2 separate regions of the Mus musculus genome follow, and region 2 is linked to region 1. The links are chromatin contacts, called in public promoter capture Hi-C maps. All regions are on one chromosome and are shown on one strand. The core of a region is the stretch at or near the end of the contact, and the rest is flanking DNA. Distances in the headings are between cores, read along the strand shown. Region 1 overlaps Tacc2 (transforming, acidic coiled-coil containing protein 2). Region 2 overlaps Tacc2 (transforming, acidic coiled-coil containing protein 2).

The links. Capture Hi-C pulls out chosen DNA fragments and counts their contacts.
Region 2: a contact with region 1 is called in a promoter capture Hi-C map of adipose tissue. The contact joins two enhancer-like sites. A contact is called at or near these places in 3 of 115 datasets of contacts at active chromatin or transcription factors (all in embryonic stem cells) and 3 of 9 other capture datasets (adipose tissue, liver and pancreatic islet).

Annotation. Positions count from the first base shown.
Region 1 is chr7:130,647,402-130,650,685 of GRCm38.p6, forward strand. All of the region lies in intron 3 of Tacc2 (transforming, acidic coiled-coil containing protein 2), which reads left to right. Among named protein-coding and RNA genes, the nearest start is that of Gm39098, 3.1 kb to the left of the region's middle. Within about 2 kb of position 2,035, at least 15 of the 459 cell types and tissues checked have an H3K27ac peak or open chromatin away from gene starts, as enhancers often do. A contact at or near this core is called in adipose tissue, where this site is marked.
Region 2 is chr7:130,725,141-130,728,557 of GRCm38.p6, forward strand. Tacc2 (transforming, acidic coiled-coil containing protein 2) reads left to right here. Exons shown (of 22, transcript NM_001004468.3): 7 at 3,383-3,417. Among named protein-coding and RNA genes, the nearest start is that of Gm34283, 6.0 kb to the left of the region's middle. Within about 2 kb of position 2,066, at least 47 of the 459 cell types and tissues checked have an H3K27ac peak or open chromatin away from gene starts, as enhancers often do. A contact at or near this core is called in adipose tissue, where this site is marked.

The DNA.
Region 1 (3,284 bases), core at 785-3,284:
TGATACCCTGTAGAGTGGCCACATTTAAAAAGGGGCCACACTTTCTTTTATATGGAGCAATGACTTTGGCTGGTTTACATCCATTCAGATCTACATGTAGATTTTAGTGGTGAGTCCCAACTTATGCTTTTGGGCTGACAGTTTGAATGTGGAAGGGAGACTAGGGCTGGCTGGCTGTGCTGGCCAGCGCGTGGAAGGATTTTCATGGGTCTCTTCTTCACAGGCCCAGCCCTGTCCTGGGCGTTTTTCTCTAAGGAGACTTGGAGCAGGATATAATCCGGCAGCTGGCCCCTTATACAGTCACTAGGGTGGACTCAGTCTCTAGGCCACCTCCTTCTTCTGATGCCACTCAAACGTTAGGTCCCAAGCTAGGTGCAGTGCCGTGTGCCCTTAATCACAGCTCTGTGGCATGGTATGTTGAATATGGTAGCCAGCATTTAAGACCCATCTTAAAAGAAACAGTTAGCTCAAGCCTCAGAGTATGTTCATGGAGTATGGCCTGCTTATATTCCAGTCATTCATACCCAGGCATCTTTGCTTACGGAAGTCTGCAGATCAGTTCTTGGGGCCTCTGTGAAACCTAGATAGAATTAGTCCTTCCCCTCTGTTGCCAGTGCATGGACTATTTAAACTGAAAGGACACTTTAAGATCAAGGTTTCCCGTAACAGATTTGAAAAAGAAGCATGGACGTGCAGGGTCTCAACTAGGATTGCATTCCAAAGTGGGGCTCCAACACAGGACCCCAGACTCCTGACCTGGTTGTGTAGGTGTCACAGCACAGGCAGCCTCTGGTTTTATTTGGTATTGCATTGGTGTTGTTTGTTTGTTGTTTCTATGGAGACAGACTCTGCATGAGGAAACGACATATCTAGCATCTAGTTTACAGAACTACTTCCATAAAAACTGGCAGGGTTCTGGAGAGGGGGTGGTTGGTGGCAGTTGAATGACTTCAAGACTGTAAGGTCATGTGTGTGTGTGCATGCGTGTGACAGAGAGAGAGAGAGAGAGAGAGAGAGAGAGAGAGAGAGAGAGAGAGAGAGAGCACAGGTGCATCTGTATCTGATGGGCAGACTTTGATAGGGGTCAGCACCCCTTGGAAGGAATATCTAGAAACACAGAAGGGTATTTCTGGTTGCCTTGGTGACCAAGTGCACTATAGGCACATGGTGGGTGTGGGTCAAGGGCACTTTGCATGGGACAGGCCTGAACAACCGGGAATCGGGAATTGCTACTCCAAGTAGCAGTAGTGGCCTAAGTGGAGGACTCTGCCAAGGTCACAGGAATTCAAAAGATACTTTTTAGGAGGATGTGGAAACAAACCTATCTATGGCAGCCAGGTTCTAAGCTGTAGTGTGGATGAAGCTAGAAGACAAGGAAGGTGTAGCGGAGAGCATTGGCAAGATGCTGATGGGGCTAGCAGACAAGGAGAGTGTAGTGGAGAGCATCGGCATGCATGTGTGCACATGGATGTGTGTTTTCCTGGGATTTGGTCCCTTGGCCCAGAACACGGTCCTTGGATCATCATGGTTGGGTCTGGCAGACTCCTGCACCTGCGCACAGACAATCAGAAAGTTTGAGAAGTTGACAGAGTCAGTGGCTGAGGTTGTCCAGAGGAGCAAATCTAAGAAAGAGAAGGCTCACAGCCAGGTCACTGGGTCTCTCCCATTGTGACCAAGGTCTGTGAAACCCAGCTTGGGGATGGATCTTTTGCTGCCTCTGCCCCAGTGAGGTCACAGACCTTGGTTTATAATCTGAACAATCATTTTCACAGCGACTCCCTTGGATGACAAAACATTGTAACAGATTATGAAATAATTTGAGAGACGTGAGAGGCATGAAAACAAAGACTCAGGAGAAACAAAGGTTTGCCAGGCAGGGCCTCTAAAATTAGAGCAATGGTCTCCAGAAAACATAGTAATTGCTGGTGGTGGAGGCTCCATTCTGGACGTGGGGGAGGGGCTCAGCACCACCCTGCTCTCCGTCTCCCCTGTGTACTCTGTTACAGGGTTTCAGCTTCTCGTCTAGCTAATGGATTCAGGCGTGCCAGTTAAGAGAAAGCAAAGTTCTCGAGACTCATTTCCCCTGGGGCGGGAGGGGCAGTGTAGAGATTGCCAAGGATTTAGAGACAAAGACTCAATCGTACCAGCCCTGCCTCCCCTCTTACCAGCTGTGTGACCTTGGGGGAGTCATGGACCATCTAGGGGGCCTCTTCTCTTTAGTCAATAGTAGGGGTAGTTATCCTGGCCCCTCTGCTTCATGGAGCTGTGGTCTGTTGGTGAAGCCGCATACATGAAGACACTGGCAAACTGTAGAGTGCTTTGCAAAGGAACAGTACCCTGTGTTAGTAGTTTCTACCTCACAGGTGCCTGCTTATTGGCGGTATGTTTCCTGGTATCTGCTATAGCCTGTGGTTATTATTATTATTAGGTATTATTGTAAAGTGTAAGCAAGGGGCCGCACACATTCGAAGCTACTGACTGGCCTCACTCTCTAGGAGCAAGGTAGCTGGGATCCTGTATGCTTTCTCTAGATGAGGTCCAAATAAAGTGTGTGGAACCTGATTCTGCTCACAGAGGACAAATCTGGGTAGAAAGAGACAGAAAGAGAAAGCTGTTGCTCCGTTGGTTGACTTCTGCACTGTCTTCAGCCCTATTGGTTCTTCTCATTTGGGGTCATGTCCGTAGTAGCCCCCCCCCCCCCCCAAATCCATGAGCCATCTCAGTGTCTGCCATTTAGACTTAAAAGCAAGCGATCACCATTCTTGGATTTGAGGGCATGGAGGCTTCAATCATACCTGTTTTGAGCACATTCTGGACAATGTTCCGTTCAGTTGCATCTATTCCCCTCTTCCTGGTATTGTGCACGCAGCCCTTCCTTAGCCCCAGGCTTCTGTGGCTTTTGGTTGTCCAGCTCCCCTCTTCCCACCACAGGGAAAGGCCATGTTATGTTACCTCTTCCACTTGACTGAACTGTGTTCATCTCCCAAGTTACCTGGCCTAGGAGTCTGTTTTCTAAACATACCTGCTTATAGTACCAGAGCCCTAAGATCAGATCTGGCTCTGTGAGGTCCTGCTGGCTTTGGGGAGACTCCCATGGTTTGAGGGAACATTTTGGTTTCAGAAGAGATGATTGCTTTCTGGGGTGATTGCCTTCAAGCCTCAGTGTTCTTGGCATTTGGAAAATATCCTAGGCTTTTCTTGGTGTCTTCGGCCTTGAAGTGGGCCAAGAGAGGGCCAGTAAACTTAGTACCAATCAACCTTGTGTAACTAACTTTCAGACAGAT
Region 2 (3,417 bases), core at 816-3,315, 78 kb after region 1:
AAGATGAGGGTCAGGTGGGTGATGTCAGTTGTGAGGGCACGCTGTCCTCTACGTCTTGTTTCGGGGTACAGCTGCTTAGCTTAGGCTATGCTGTCCAGCACTGATGTTATAGACTGATTTGCATATCTGTTAAATTCGCACGCTGAAATCCTCACTCCTGATGTGACATGTTAGAGATAGGACCTTTCTGGTGGTAATTAAGGTTCTGTGGGGTCTTAGGTTGGAACTCTGTCACAAGAGGAGACTTCAAGGAAACATGTGCTCAGGGGAAAGGCCATGTAAGGACACATCAGACCTGACCACCTCAAAGCCAAGAAGAAAGGCCCCAGGAGAGACCAGACTTGACAACGCCTTCATTGTGGACTTCCAGCCTCAGTACTCAGAGCAGTGGGGAAACACATTTCTGTTGTTGAAGCCACCCAGTCTTGGCTCTTGATGAGGGCAACTGAGCTGGTTAGCATAGCTGAGAAACATGTGGGGACTTTTTTCATATGAGCGCAGATGCTAACTTGCCCCAGGATTGAACTAGAATCAAGAGTCAGGGGGGTGCAATGTGGATTTCTAGAGATATCTTTGCCTAGGCTTGCATAGTGATTGCAGGGGACATGCTTATGTGGATGGATGGGTTTGTGGCCTCATCTTTCCTTGCCTCTGTATTATTCAAGGTGTGCCTCATGGTGACTGACATTGAAGGCCATGCCAGGTTTGGGATGAATGAAGTCTTTATGCAGCTCTGTGTGACTATGTAGAAATCTAGTGGGAACTAGATGGGCATGGTTGCCTTGTCAGTCTGAGCTTACCCATGGCAATGGCATGGGAAGGCCATCCCAACCTTGTGATAGATCATAGGGAGCCATCTGCTCTAGAAACTACTCTGTAGAGTAGAAGCTCCTAACCAAGGACTGTGCTGTCCTCCTGGGGACAGGAGGCAGGGTCTGAGACACTTTGTCTCAACTAAGAGAGAAGGTGCTACTGGCATTTAGTGAATCAAAGCTGATGCTCTGAACAGACCAGCCCCCCACAATGAGAGATAGCCCCCAAGCATCCTTTGGGCTGACAATAAGAACCTGCAATAAAACCAGGTTTCTTTGCCATGATTTAATTAGGGAAGAGCACTTCTGAATAGGAGAGCCAGGCTGAGTAGACAGGAAAACAGAGCAGATGCTAAGCTGACTGTCTGCTGACTGTTGCATGATGCAGGGGAAATTGCTGACATTTGAAGGCTGCTAAGGCAATGGAACAGATTGGAAGGGAAGCTTGTCTACCGAAGTGCAGCGATGGCTGAGGCCCCTCTCCCTGCTGCCAACGCCCATGTGACAGCCCCTAGACCCACCCCCTTAGCATCTGTAGTCTTCTGCCTTCTGAGGTGAGTGTTCAGGAGCAGCTACAAAGTAGCTACAAGACCAGGTTGCTGCTGACCAGAAGAAACTGGGCTTGAAGGCCCAGGGACCTCAGCAAAGGGAAGTGACTTCAGAAGGAGAAAGGTGGACGGACACCTGTTCTTCTGAGATGAGAAGGAAGCAAGTTTGGTGATGGGAGCTGGGACCAGTGGCTGCAAACGCTTAGGGTCTGTGTGCCTCATGGAGTTCCCCAAGTGCTTGCAATCCAAGGGATGTTTATTGAGCTTTCTGAGGGAAAAAGTTGCCAGGTTGGAACCAGAGGTGAGGAAGTCCTTTCACAACCCAAGAGGCTTCTGCGGTCCTCTCCCACTGTATCTGCTGGGACTCCAGCCTCAGGTTTGCCTGTGAGCAAAGTCAGGAAGCACCATGAGAACTGGCTCCACCCCCAACAGCAGCCACATGTGTGGAGGCGGGGTGTATTCTCCAGAAACAGACTGGCCTGTTTGAGTGAGTCTTGTCCACATCTGGATTGCTGGGACTCAGGATAGGACAGTCATTTAGAAAGTAAAACTGCACTGCAGGACACCCAGCTCAGTATGAATCTCATGTGACACATAATCTTAGAGGAATTTTCACTGATCTGGAACTCAAGTGTAATGGCTCCCTGGACTTGAGCTGGATGTTCACCTGAAGAGAAAGGGTTAATACATTGTCTCCACCCGCCTACGCACACAGTCCAAGGTCACAGCTCCATTCTGTGCAGCGTCTTCTGTTTCCTGTTCTGCCTTCTGAGACCATGGTACAGGGTTTTTCTTTCTCTAGCAGAACATCTAGGAACCTAGAAAGCCGTGCGAGGGCTGGTTGGTCTCCCCCGCTGTGGGGAGCTGAGATCATTGGGCATCCTTTGACTGATAGTTGGAGTCCCTGAGCACATTGGAAGGGAGGGTTGGCTTATTGGCTGGCAGGGTTGGAGGACATCTAGGGTTGCTAGACATCTGGGAGGAGAGGGCTGAGAATAGATAAGATCCAAAGCCAAAGTGAGGTAGCCGTGTCAGTGGGAGAGGAGGGTCGTGTCTGGAGAGGCAGGTGGTAGAGGGCAGACTCGGTCCTGCTCAGCCTTGCACAGTCTTCCCAGTGTCTAAGCAGTCAGAAGCAGGGTTGACTGTGGCCATATTTAATGTCCATACCGAAGGGTTACTGGTTTTGTTTTGCTTCAGCCTCATCATTCTTTTTATAATACCTCAAGGATACTCCTACCCTAGGGCCTTGGCACATATGGCCCTTTCTGTCTGGGAAGATTTCTGTTTGTTTTGTGAACTTCCTGGTGAGATATAAATCCACCAGATAGGGAGGGCACTAATGGCAGACTTACAGTATCATTCCTCCAAAGTCCAGCTTCTTCGCCTTACTTACAGAGTCTGGGTAAGCCCAAAACTGCCAGAACAAAGAAAGTCACCTCACTCTGGGCAACGATTTCTCATAGCTACAAATGTGAAGTCCTCCCTTCAGCTGGTATGCCACATGCTACCCCAAGACCATGTGCAGATGGGTAGATGTAGGACGGAGTGATGGGACTCTCAGGTGAGGGTCTAATGCCCTCCCCAATCCCTTCTTCATGAGGGACCGTCATTGGGCCTTATCTTGAGAGTCTCTTGCAAGTAAGTAGTCATAGACGCTTTGGTGGCAATGACAATGGCTGCTAGGCTAGGAGGACAAGCCTTTGTCTTTTCTGATTGTTGCTCAGATGCCCAGCATGACCCCTATCAAAGTCAGGCACTTGGTAAAGTGCTGTGGAATGAACCATCGGGGCTTTTCCTTTATCAGCTACCTGGCTCCCATTGTACAGATGAGGGAACTGAGGGAAACCTGTCCAGGATCTGCACCCACTGATGCATGGAAACCGGAACCTGTTGCCCGTGGGGGGTGTCTGTCTTTGGAGTTTATCAACCTCTGCTCTGTGGAGTGGGGGGTCTGGCTCAGGATGAGAAATGATCCCAAGTATCCCATGTCTTTAGGTGACCGCTTTGTCTTCATTTCCTCAGGATGCATTTCTGAGCCACCGGTTGTGGTTCCCGAT